2 separate regions of the Rattus norvegicus genome follow, and region 1 is linked to region 2. The links are chromatin contacts, called in public Hi-C maps. All regions are on one chromosome and are shown on one strand. The core of a region is the stretch at or near the end of the contact, and the rest is flanking DNA. Distances in the headings are between cores, read along the strand shown. Region 1 overlaps Plxna4 (plexin A4). Region 2 overlaps Plxna4 (plexin A4).

Region 1 (6,451 bases), core at 1,570-4,069, 40 kb before region 2:
AGCCTGACTGTTGGTGCTGGAGCCCATGTGTGGTTGTCTTGGTCTCTGCACATGGGGAGCATGCCAGGGACCCTGCCTTCTTCCATGTAAACTGCCATAATCTTGTTCAGAGCATAGTTGATCTGTGCCCACCAGGGCAACATCAGTTCAGCCTGCAGTGCAGAACAAACCATTCCCTTCTCCAGGGAACACTTGTTCTCTACTCCTCTCTGCTTTTACCACATGCCGTGAGAGCATCAGTGGCCCTACTGAGTATATTAAGTTTGGGACTCTCTGAGAAAGGGCACTGGAAGAAGCCAACAGTACCCTAGGAAACCCTAGAGGTTGCTTCTTACCCCCATACTCCTCTTATTCTTCCTGAATGGTGGTTACTCTTACCTTAGCGGTTACTTGGGTTACTGTGTTACAGTAAGAAAAATAACTAAGGCAGTGTTTTTGAATTAGGTTGGTCATGAAATCAAGAAAATCTTAATGAAGTACATATTTCCCTCCTTTTTCTTTTCTTAATACACTGTGGTAAGAATTTAATAACATTTTGTGTGTGAAAAATACTACCATAATGGAGTGACACAGTATGTAGGGATGACCATGATTTGCTCAAAGGTCTCTCTGGCTTACACAATGGTGCTATCTCTCATCTATACCATCTTCTATGGCAGTAGGCAACCAAATATTTTATGGGACCCAACTGGGGCTTAATGAGTGGATAGCAAAACCTGGGCACACAATCAGCCACTATCAGGAGAATGCTCTATATGCCCAAGAGAGAGAATCAAGCTGGTATGGTGTATGAATCCCTCTAGCAACAACTTTCTATTTGCATAGGAAATCACATAGAAGAAGCGGGAGGCTAGGCTGGGTACAAAACTGTGTGTGTAAGGGCACCTGTGGGTTGAGTGGTTAGATCAGTAACATAGCCAGCACTAAGTTCTATGAGATGGCCTTTAGTGGACCTAATGTGCTGCCTCTCAGTAGGTGAGGATGTTAAAACCATTACCTGGCTCTTTTGCCCTTCTAGGAAATCGGCTTAGCATACAGGCTTTACTGAGAGTGGTCCACAGAGTAATCAAATGTGGGAAATGTAGAGGATGTATAAAGCTGTAGTTACACAATTCTTAAAAGATACAACCTCAGCCAACCCCCTAGCCAACCCATCCCAGGCAACCCAACACAGACAGCCCAGCACAGACAGCCCAACACAGACAGCCCAACACAGACAGTCATTCATTTCTTTCTCAAGATTTTTAATTTAAGGGTGTATTGCTAAGGAGTAAGCCCAGGTTCTTGCCCTTTCTAGGCAGGTGCTCTATGACTAAGTTTATATACATAGACCTCAACATAGCTTAATGTCTGTGTGAATCAAGATATGACATCAGGACCTATCCTTTTACGTTGAAGCTAAAATCATCCATGATCAGAATGTACAAAAGGCAGAATGTGGGCCTCTTTGTCAAGCAGGGAGTCAGTTTCTGATCAGCACCAGCTGAGTAGAAGGGCACTACAGAGAAGTTGAGATGGTTTGCTCCATTCAGAAATTTGAAGAAGAGGATGAAGTATGTGGTAGAGAGAGTTTTTAAACCAAGAGCATTCAGACCACAGAACAGAATATTAAGGAAGGCTGGAGTTGGGTAAGATTGTTACCCATAAATGACCCTGGTCTGGCTCAGTTTGTTATCAGAGGTATTTAAAGAAAAAGGGGAAATTAAGGCTTGGAGGAATGCATGAGACAGAGCTTCATTTGTGCTGGTAGGTCCATGGCTCTCCATGTGCTCACCATGGGATCCTTCTGTTATTGTGAATCTTGGAATGGAGGTGCATATTTTCAAAAAAGGGAGCTATGCCAGAAACAATTTCATTTGAAAGAGATATCCATTTCAGAAACAATGGGAAACTTGAAAGCTGCTGCGTGTTGGTCTTCCTCAGTTTCCTCCTCGGTGTCCTTGGGCAGCAGTGTTTTTCTTTCATCATAAAGAAAAGAAGCAGAGAGCAGGTTAGCTAAGAAGGACATATAAAGGCAGACTGAGTCCAGGGACACAGGGAAATAGTGTCATGACCAGAAACAGCAGCTAGTAGAGATGTTGGCTGAACAAGCAGAGGGAAGGAGATGGCTGGCTGCCTGCGTCTGTAAATCTAGAAACAGCCTAGAGAAGAGGGCACAGAGATCATGGCTGTGGGGCTGCTGTCAGGCTGTCTTATACTCTGAAGGAAGAGGGAATACACAGAGTGATGGTGCAAATGGGTCCCTGAGAAGACGGTTCTATTGATTTAGACCCTCAGTAGTTTGATGTCTCTTTATACAGGTTTGGGACTTTGCAATCCCCCAACTGCAAGCAGTCCAGTAAACAGTAGGTTTTTAACCCCCAAAATTATATTGTTATATTATATATATATATATATATATATATATATATATAATGTTATAATGTCACTGGATCACTGTGGCTCAGCCTTCATTCCTGGCTTAATCCATGGATCAGTTCATATCTTAATTATATTATTTGAAAGTGATAGAGATGTGGGGCCTGATTGGAGGAAGTGTGTCACTGGGAACATGTTCTCCGGTCTTGTATTTTGTCCCTAACCCCTTCCTGTCATTCTCTCTGCTGCCTGAATGCCATGGGGGTAAAAATGTCTGTTTTACCACGCCCTTCCGCCATGGTGTTCTGCTGAGCTGTAGGCCCAGAAACAAGGCATCCAGCCAGTCAGCCGACTTTTGAACTCTGAAAACATCAGCCAAAATAAACCTTTCCCCTTCCAGTTGTTTTCCCAGGTATCTTGTCATAGTCATGAAAGCTGTGACTTACTCACTGCCAGTGAGATTAGCCTTTGCTGTCAAAACACAGCCACAATGAAGGGAAAGGCACAGGGCACTGGCGAAGCAACACCTTCCTGCTGGGCACGGCTTCCTGTGCCTCCACAGACTTGACAGGATCGAGACCTAGGAAGAAAGAAGTATGAAATGTGTCGGACAAATCTTGCTGTGAGGACCACTCGCCTGTGACTGTGGGACACAGCTGGTCAGATTTCTTTGCAGAAAAAGCCAGTGAGACCTTTAGAGACATGTGACTGCAGCACAGGCCCAGCAAACATACCTGACACTTCCTCAAGCAGTGGGTGGCAACCCCTTTGGGGGTTGAATGACTGTTTCACTGGGGTTACCTAAGACAATTGGAAAACACAGATATTTACATTATGATTCATTATAGTAGCAAAATTACAGTTAATGAAGTAGCAACAAAAATAAATTTGTGGTTGGGAGTCACCACAACAAGAGGAACTATATTAAAGGGTCACAGCATTAGGAAGGTTGAGAACCACTGCTCTAGCAACAACAGGCCAGCTGATGATGCCTTACTTGTAAGTCTGTCATACCGTGGTAAGGTACATCAAAAGAAGGCATATAGAAAATTCAGCAGGCAGAACATCACTTATTAGGGAAACTGGGTTCCACAGTTAACCACAATTTTTACATACATTTGTGAGCCTGACCTCAGAAAGTCTAGAGTTGTTCTTGGTCACTATTCTATAACTTGTACTCCAGCTGGGACCTGATCTATTGGGCACACTTTATAAGTTCTTCCAGATGCCAGGGTGATAGAATGGCAACAAAGGCCAGCGTCTAAAAGACAGAAAGAAGAAGAGGAGGAGGAAAGATGCCACGGGGAAGCAGCCATGAGAATCTAGAAAGAGAACGTAGGTGGCAGGGAAAGTTGCCCATTTGAGAAAGTCAGCATCTTGAGGCATTCCCAGGAAGATAGGGGGAGGGAAGGACATCTGTTAGGTCGTGGGAGAAGGGCTGGGAGCTGGGATGTTCCCTCTGTCTTTCCAGGCTCCCTGTCCTTCCTTTCTCTGCTTGCTGATTGTCAATGTCATCTGCACCTGCAGCCTCACAGCAGCCATTGTCCTCTGCCAACTCTGTGGCTCTAGGCACCAAAATGCAGGCCATTGACACTAAGCCTTCCCATTTGCTCCTGACAGACCTTCGACTCTGTCCTTTCCAAGCTCGAAGTTGTCCTCTCTTTGGTCTTTGTGTCACCCAGGCAACCCTGAAGGACAAATGTGATGATGGTAGAAGGGCTGGGGCTCTGCTAAGGGACAGTGAGCCTGTGACTTTCCGCAGCCTCAAACAGTAGGTTATCCTCTCACCTGTGACCCACTGATAGAGGAGTCCAGGAGCAGGAGCATCACAACGACATACATCTTCACCAGAAGCATTGATGGCATGTCACTTCATGGAGCATTGGCACTTCCTGTCCTGGATGGAGCCTTGACACACCTCTGTCCTTGTTAGGCTGTGTCTCCTTTGGAACGATCCTTGTCCGACACTCAGCACTTGCTGGCCTTGGGTAGACCATTCTTTTATAGGCTCTCTGACTAGAGCCAAAGCAATAAGGAGTGTTACTTGACTGAATAGGTTTTTATACTGTGGTAGAGCCAGGATATTTTTATACAATTATGATATGAAATATAAAAAGATATGAAATAAACTCTCAAAGAAGAGCTTTAAAAAGGATCTCATTCATTACTACCCTCAAAAAGCTGAGCTTCCTGGAACGAGCACATGGAAATACAACCTTGAGCCCTGTGTGCAGTGGACTGTATTACCAAGCACAATGTGCTCCCAACTAGGGAATGAAAGCAGGAGCTGAGAGAGCTTCCTTGTTATTCTCAACTCAATTTATAAGCATTTGTGGACGACTGTACAAATCCAGAAGAGTTAACCATCACCTTTTAGCTCCTAGCCCACCGTGAAGCTCAGCGTTCTGAAATACTGAAAATGGAAGCAAACAACTTGGCCAAGGTCTTATCCATGAGGCCACAATTCAAGTGATAGGCAGCTTCATGGTAGATACTAGCTGGAGGTGAGAGTGAAGCCCCATTGGGAGACTTAGGCTCAGTCTCTGTTCTAAATGAGAGCACACTATGAAACTGAGGCCAAGCACATGGGTTATTGCTGGAAGGATCCAAGGCTCCAGCCACTATCGATAGTCTAGGGTTGAGGAAGATGGGTCTGTACTACTCCCAGTCTTGGCGTGTTCTTACGTGCTTACAATGGACTGCTTACCAAGAACAATTTTTTTTTCTTTTTTCTTTTTTTCAGAGCTGGGGACCGAACCCAGGGCCTTGCGCTTGCTAGGCAAGCGCTCTACCACTGAGCTAAATCCCTAACCCCACCAAGAACAAATTTTTAACAAATTAAATGTGAGAATAGCTGTCAGCATATTTTGGGAAAAGAACTTCATGATGGTACTGAACTCTACTTCTAGAAGCAAGCATTATCTCTTATATCAGTCCCCTTTGCTCATTGCTCCTGGACACCTCAGGTGTCTGCCCCAAACCCTGTAAATCCCAGTGGTGTTGCTACAAAAAGAGTCAGATACAATTTTTTAAAAAATTCTACTTATAGACAAACATCCCACAGCAGCCTCTGTGCCCTGACCCCTGTGTAGTTAGCTTTTTCCACAAAGAAGTACCCAGTAATCACTGTTCATGCTGAAATATTTGATTTATTCTGTGGAGGTCCATTGGAGGACCTTTAAAAAAGGAAACTGTGGAAAAACATTTGCCTGGCAGCTTTAGGAATGGGATGGACGAGCAGAAAGAATTACGAGCACACACCCTTGGAATTGTTATCTTATTAAACCCGTGTTCTATGAGCCTACAGATTTTCCAATGCAGTTGGGTCTCTTGCCTCTCGACAGTGAAATCGCTCTCCTTTGCCACAGAATAAATTACCTGTCAGGCTCTTTTAAGCAGTTTCGGGGTGGTGAGTTTAAAAACAGTAGCATATGCTTCAGCCAGCAGCAGGCATTGAGTGAGAGTCCTGCCCAAAGTTGTTTTTGTGTATTGCTTGCTGCGTTATGTTGGTCCAGAGTGATTGACATCTGCACTGAGAGGTAACAGCCTCCAAGGACTGAGAGCTAGCACTCTTCAGGTGGCTTAAGGATGTAGCTCTAACAACTTATATCCTCAAGTAGCCCCAGGAAAGGTAAACTAAGGCTAAAATCTGGAGAGTCTGGTGTTTTCTTGCAGGTTGAAGCTCAGTAGATTCTTGGCTGCCTCACATGTGGGCAGTTTGGAGTGTGTAGATGGCCCCACTATGAAGATAAATATATATCTATGACAGCATGGCACAAACCCACACAGACGGATCCATCTGCATGCATACACAGAGTAAGGTTTTCCAATTAGCCAGCCAAATGCATTTATCCTAATCTCATAAAGCTTCAGAAGGAACCGTACTGCTCATTCCATGTTAAGACGACATTTTCAAGGGCCAGAAACCAGATGTTTCTCACCTGGGTAATCCTCGAGTCAGCAGGGCATAGAAGACCGTGTGTGTGTGTGTGTGTGTGTGTGTGTGTGTGTGTGTGTGTGTGTGTGAAAAAGCGGTTGCTTAAGGACTTAAAGAAAAAGGAGAAGAGAATAGAAAGAATTACTGACACTTTGG
Region 2 (6,617 bases), core at 2,385-4,884:
TAGATAGGTCAAGTCTCAACCAACAGTTTCTAAAGCAAGAAGACAGTATATAGTAGTGGTTCTTAACCTGTGGGTCAAGACTGATTGGGGGAGGTATCAAAAGACTCTTTCACAGGGGTCACATATCAGAAATTCTTTATATCATATTTTTACATTACGATTCAAGACAGTAACAAAATTACAGTTACAAAGCAGAAACAAAGTAATTTTATGGTTGGGGGTCATCATAACACAAGGAAATGTATTATTGGGTCCCAGCACTAGGAAGGGCGAGGACCACGGCCTTAGAGGCTCTCTGTGCAGTCTTTGCAGTGTGTGCCTTGTTGATGTGGGGACGTGGAGTGGAACACATGAGCTGTATGTACCTCTATGACACGAGGGCTAAAAAGCTTTTACATAGATTGCGTCCTTGACTCTGTGATTTGAACTTCCAAATCTTGAGACCTATAAAATCAACATGTTCCTCTTTATAGGCAGGGATAAGGAGGGGGAGGGGCATAGCTGTACCTCATCTTTCCAAGGCTGGTGTGGAACCAGAACTAACCATTTTCCTTTGTTTTCTCTTGTTGGGGAGACCAGGGATGTTGAACCAAGGAAGGATGTAGGAAGACAGGGACACGAGTCAGGAGCCAAGCATCTGATATGACATCCTTTTAGCACAATGAGCTATAGAAACTGGCTCTCTAGTGGCTCAGTTCATGAGGACCTGGGAACTCTAAAAGCTAAGTGTACACAGATTGCTATAGTTGTTTTAAAGCCCAGGCTTCATCTCCATTGCATGGTGGCCCTTTCCTTGTTTGAAGCTTTACCTTTCAACAAGTAGCTATGTAGAGGGAAAGAAAGCTCATCCCTCACAGGGAAGTATGCAAAACACTCACACACACACACACACACACACACACACACACACACACACACACACACACACACATGCCCGCCCGCGCACACAGGGTTTGAATGTTTGAATGTGAAATAGCTCCCACAAGCTCTTGGTTGTCTAAGTGGTAAAACTACTTTGGGGATTGTAGAAGTTGTAGAACTTTCTGGATGTGAGACCCAACTGGAGAACACTGGGCTTGAAAGTTATAGCCTAGCCCCTTGCTTCTGGGCTGAGTCCTCTGCTTCTTGGTCAGTACTATGGCCATATGAGAACCTACCTCATTTTTGTTGCCATGGTGAGCCTTTCCTCTGTCATCCTTTCTCTACCATAATGGATGGTACTCCTTAAACAGTGGGACCCCCCCCAAAAGGCTTCTTCTACCTTAAAATACCTCCATTGGGTATTTTTAACAATAAATAACTAACTGGGCTGGAGAGATGGCTCAGCGGTTAAGAGCATTGACTGCTCTTCCAGAGGTCCTGAGTTCAGTTCCCAGCAACCACATGGTGGCTCACAACCATCTGTAATTGGATCCGATGCCGTCTTCTGGTGTGTCTGAAGATAGCTACAGTGTACTCATATAAATAAAAACAAACAAATCTTTTTAAAAAATTAAAGGAATTGACATATACCTCTAGTTACCTCTTTTGTTTACTTCTGACAAAGCTAGCTCTGGGTATTCTCTCAGAAGTAGAATGTCAGAATCATAAGGCTCGTGTCACACACCCCTACACCTCCATTGTTTCCTCCTCCCATGCCTCCTGGTCTCCTTGTCCCTGAGAGTAGTACAGTAAGAATGGCAGGGGCAGCTGGGTGTGATAGAACATGCTTTTAATCAGGAGGCAGAGGCAGATGGATCTCTGAGTTCAAGACCAACTTGATCTACATAGTGAGTTTCAGGGTGGCCAAAGCTACATGGTGGGACCAGTCACTACTGAATCAGGCTGTCCCTATTCCTAGGACGTCCCAGGAACTGTGTTAACTGATCTCTGTGCCCCACAAGCTGGCCATATTACTGTCATCCTTCTATTTGGGGTCAAAGGGAAGCACTGGAAAGTTACATCATGTCACCATATAAATGTCAAGCAGTGTGACATGAGACTCCCAGTCTCAATCACTAAATAAATATCCTATGATGAATGACCCCATGTCACTGGGTTCACTCCTAGATCCAGCCTGACCATCCCAAGCAAGCTGCATTAGTAGTGTGGCCACCCTCTTCCAACATCCAGATGTTAACGTGGCCCTCCACCCCTGTCTCTGTCTCTTTACTGAGAGGTAGAAGGTGCCGATCAGCTGCCACCTGGAGTCTCAGCCTCCGTCCTCATGAGGACTCCCAGTCGTCATCATGCATGGAGAATGATGCCACTCTGAGAGTCTCCTGTAGCTCTCCATCATCTTCGGAAAGCATTTGAGATCTTCCCGAGAGAAGCACGGGGCAAGAACCTTCAGAAGCAGCAGCACCGCGTACAGTCTCTGTTCAGTTCCCAGAGGGTCACAGAGGGCGCACACTTCTCTCGTGCTTCTGTGCTGGGGCCTCTGGGTTAATTCCACAAGGGGAATCAGACCCTTGTTGCATCATGGAGGTGCTCGGGAACTATGGAAACGAAAGAAGTGAAAGAAACTCTTCTCCCGGGGCTGGGGATTTAGCTCAGTGGTAGAGCGCTTACCTAGGAAGCGCAAGGCCCTGGGTTCGGTCCCCAGCTCAGAAAAAAAGAACCAAAAAAAAAAAAAACTCTTCTCTCTCAATCACCCACAGAGCCCAGGGGAGATCTGGTCCTGAGGAGTGACAGCCCCCACTGCAGCCCTCTCCTCCTGATTAGCTGCAAACTTTGCTCCTCGCCTTTGGCTGCACTGGGGACTGCAGGGGTTTGCTGGGAAGGAGACTGTTTTAAGAATCTGCCAGCAGGTTTGGGTGACAGCTTTCTTCTTGCTGGTCACTCAGTCCTGGAGCCTCCCTCAAGGGTTCCCAAACACATTCTTCCTCTGTGTGTGTGTGTGTGTGTGTGTGTGTGTGTGTGTGTGTGTGTTTCACCAAGGGAAGCCACAGACTTACATCTTGGGTTTGCAGGCAGAGTCCCTGTCATCAGTTTCTGTGGGGTGGGAGAGGGAGGAGGTTGCTGAGAAAAAGGAGAAGAAAGCAAGCAGGGACAAAAGTCCCCATTTACACCAGGGCCTATTGCAAGATTCAGCTGATGCAGCAAGAAAACAAGATTGGGAAGAAGTGAGAGGGGAATGATTTATGTGCTGTGCCTGAAGTGCCATAGAAGATTTTTAGGTGTCTCCCAGGCTGCCCAGGGACCTTTAGCAGCAATTAGAGTCCTCAGCCCAGGCCTGGCCATCCTACCTACATCCTCCTCACCTTTCAGGGCTTTCTGGCTCTGCTTCTATCTAGTCTCTTGGGTCCATGATTTCGAAATTTGTTCCTCCCTGCCAGGCCTCCTCTTCTTTTGTATATCTGGGTGAAAACAGGACACTGGGACCAGAGAGGACACTATTGAGAGTTGGGATTCTAGAAGAAGGTGCCCTGGCTGGGCATCCGGATTCTTCAGTTTGCAGCTTCTATTCTCCTTGCTGGAGTCCTCAGCCACCATGCATCCCTCATGCCAGGTCTTTGAGTTGGGGCATGGACCTGGTCCTCATTTAGCATGAGAGGCCAACTCTCTCTGGTTTTCGGTCAACACTACCTCTCGGGGTGTTGATATAGAAAGGTCACTAGTTCACGTGCCATTCCCAGGGCAGGCTTACCCCCTGACTTTGAACTCTGTGGAGCTAGTCAATGTAACTTAGATGGCAGATAGAGGCTCTGAGACACTCCTGGGAGCAGCTTTCCCGTAATGGCATTGGATCAGCTACATTCTCTGTGCTTTGTTAATAGCGTATAGGTCCTGAATACTAGATCAGGTGGGAGAGAGTACTCAGCATAACATGTAACTCGGTAAAGAACATGCAGTGTGTCTGACCACATTAGACTGGAGGTTACAGCAAGACCCATGACCTTCAAAGCACTGGGTCTGTCCCAGTGACATAGGAAGGGATTCTTCCACTTCTTAGCTGCTTTTGGTGAAGCCTTGTTGATAGACAGAGCAGTTCTGAGGAAACCTGCCCTTTGCTCTGAGTGCCTGGCAGGGCGATAATACCAGAGGAGGAGAAAACAGGTATGGGCTAGGACAGCATTGTGCTGACCCTGGAATCAGAGTGATTAGCCTGCTGTCCCTCCCATTGGTCACCCGTAAGAGGATCTTGTCACTTACTGTTCTACACACATTAGATACCAATCAAAAGCTAAAGAAAGAAGAGGCTTCGTGGGGCTTTTAGAACTTGGATTGTCTCAAAAGCTCTCCGTCAGGTTGCTGCCCCGACCCCCATATTAGGTAAGCACTCTGGGTAAGGTGGCATAGATGTCTCCCTCCTCCAGCCATCAGGGTGTCTGTTACCTGTCACTGTTCACTGTCATCAGTAATCTAGTCTGATGTAGCTCTGCTGCTCCTGCTCAATTTGTTCTTTTTAATTGGCCGTGGGTTTGGCAACAGACACTCAAGTTTATTAGCCTTGTGTATAGAATAAGAATAGAAGCATTGAGCAGTGAGTGACTCAAGAGTCCCTGTAAGTCAAGAGCATTAACTTGCTATGTGGGCACCGTGATTTCTGTTAGCCTTTCCCAGGTCCTGTCTAGGATTTTCTGGTACATGTCTGGCTTTTCAGATGGAAATGTCTAAGACAGTTATGTGCAGACAGGCAAAGGGACATGAGCCATGACGAGGACAGCTTACCACGACCTCCATCAATGCTGTCTCCTGAAGTCACTCTAAGGTCTCCACGTTTGGTTAGCTGAGGGATGCCAAGTGTCTGCTGGAGAATTGGCTGTTTGCTGACAATTACTCCAGACAGTTTGCAAGAGCTTAAGTTGGCCCAGATGTACATACATCCACCTGTTCAGGTGCCGGGAAGCAATGACACAGGCTGTGATTCCTTTTTTATAAATCTTCTCTCTATAAAGCTTCCCACATTCTGTCCTTCTCCACCACAGGATGATGCGTCCTTCTTCACTGGCCTAGGGATACTCGTTGCCTGCATGCTGTCTGTTTTCCTCTTCTTTGCTACACCCTGGTTGAGTTCCATCCCTGTCATATACCCTTCAGAGAAACCCTAGCCCGGCTCCCTCTGACTTCTGTACAAGTTCTGCCCAGCTTCATTCACAACTAAGCCTTTGGTCCTGACGGCATACCAATGACTTATGATTTTTGTTTGACCTTCTCCGTCTGTGTGAACAAGACTTTGTAGCCCTGAGTGCACAGTGGCATTGTGGGAACCTTTTCAAACTCTGTGGCTGAGACTAGAGTGCTATTAACTCGGACCTGTGCTTTTAAGAACTGTTAAAATAATCATAGGAGTTGCTCAAATTTTCAAAAAATTGTGCAGTGAGGTCCTTGTTCATTTTACACAGCTTTCCCCCCCATGGTCACATTGTGCAGAACTATAGTATGAAGAGATGACGTGCTAAGGGTCTTTCTGTAAATCCACACTTGGAGCTGGGACGGTGTGTGCAGGGTTGCTGGAGACCTCCTCTGGCCTGCTTGCACAGATAGCTATTTGCAGGGCTCACAAATGAAATTGAAAATAGACCAAACAATGTGACAGTTTTCTGCTGCTATTTTTTCTTCCATGAGCAGAATGTTCAGCATTATTTTTCCCCGTCTTTGTGCAATCCTGCAAGTGAGAAATAATCTGATTGGTACACCGGCTGATGCTGTGGAGAAGTCTGCTGTCCGCAGCAAAGGGAGAGATTTCCAGGAGCACATCTGGGGTCTTAGAGGGCGAAAGGGTTGACGTGTGGTCAGCTATGCCATACCCGGGTACTGAGGAGTCTGGGAAATCCATGGATCTCACCCTGTCTGTGGATATTGGCCTTGGGATGCCTGTTTTCTCTACGGGATTTGCAGAGGTTTTAGCTGGAAAACCATCAGGCAGTGTCATGGCCCATGAATGCAGAAAACAAAAGTGAGAGTACCTCAGACTGGGACTTCTTTTGTTTGAGGCTTGGTCAACTGAATAGTTTAGGAGTACTCTGGGTGGCTACTAGCTTGCTTTCCTGGAGGGTTTCATCACCCACTCTGTGCCTGTCAGGGATACTTGCTTCTTGGGATACAAAAATGAATGGTGTCCTGATTGACTAGGCATCCACCTCACTAGGTCGGGCTTGACTCTGTTTTCTGTTTGCTCCTGAGGAGAGGTGAGTTGTTCTGATGTATTTAGTTTACATGTGCCCAGCAGATGTGGTTACCGGATGATCAGATATAAAGGTTACATTCTTAGTCTTCATCCCCTATAAAAATGTTCTAGATCTTGATGGGAATTTCAGCTACACAGGCGAACACAATTTGTCAAAAATTCAACACAAGCACTTACTATTACAAGTATTAGTAATATTTCACTAAGTGTAAATTTTATCTCTAAAAATTCACATTCTGGACAGATACAGAAAGGAAGAAAGGTCACAGAAAAGAGAAAACTAGTTAGTGATAAGGCTGATTTTGAAATTTCATCCTTGTATCATTTCTCAGGCTGTAGTTCCCTCCAAAATGAAATGTAGCTGTGACTCCAAAACTCTGCCTTCCAAAGGATACATGTAGGTCTTTGGCAAACCATCTCCAGCCCTGACCTGTAGTGCAGTAGGATCATGAAGATGCCACCTCTTCCAGGAAGTCCCTCATGACCTCTCTAGTCAAAGTAACCT

Evidence for each region. Hi-C and Micro-C count contacts between places; a contact is called where the count stands out from the background.
Region 1: a Hi-C map of liver shows a contact between it and region 2, with 2.6 times the contacts expected there. The contact joins two enhancer-like sites. A contact is called at or near these places in 3 of 12 Hi-C or Micro-C datasets (kidney and liver).

Annotation. Positions count from the first base shown.
Region 1 is chr4:61,992,074-61,998,524 of GRCr8, reverse strand. All of the region lies in intron 3 of Plxna4 (plexin A4), which reads left to right. Among named protein-coding and RNA genes, the nearest start is that of Plxna4, 130 kb to the left of the region's middle. Within about 2 kb of position 2,819, at least 4 of the 93 cell types and tissues checked have an H3K27ac peak or open chromatin away from gene starts, as enhancers often do. A contact at or near this core is called in liver, where this site is marked.
Region 2 is chr4:61,953,153-61,959,769 of GRCr8, reverse strand. All of the region lies in intron 3 of Plxna4 (plexin A4), which reads left to right. Among named protein-coding and RNA genes, the nearest start is that of Plxna4, 170 kb to the left of the region's middle. Within about 2 kb of position 3,634, at least 1 of the 93 cell types and tissues checked has an H3K27ac peak or open chromatin away from gene starts, as enhancers often do. A contact at or near this core is called in liver, where this site is marked.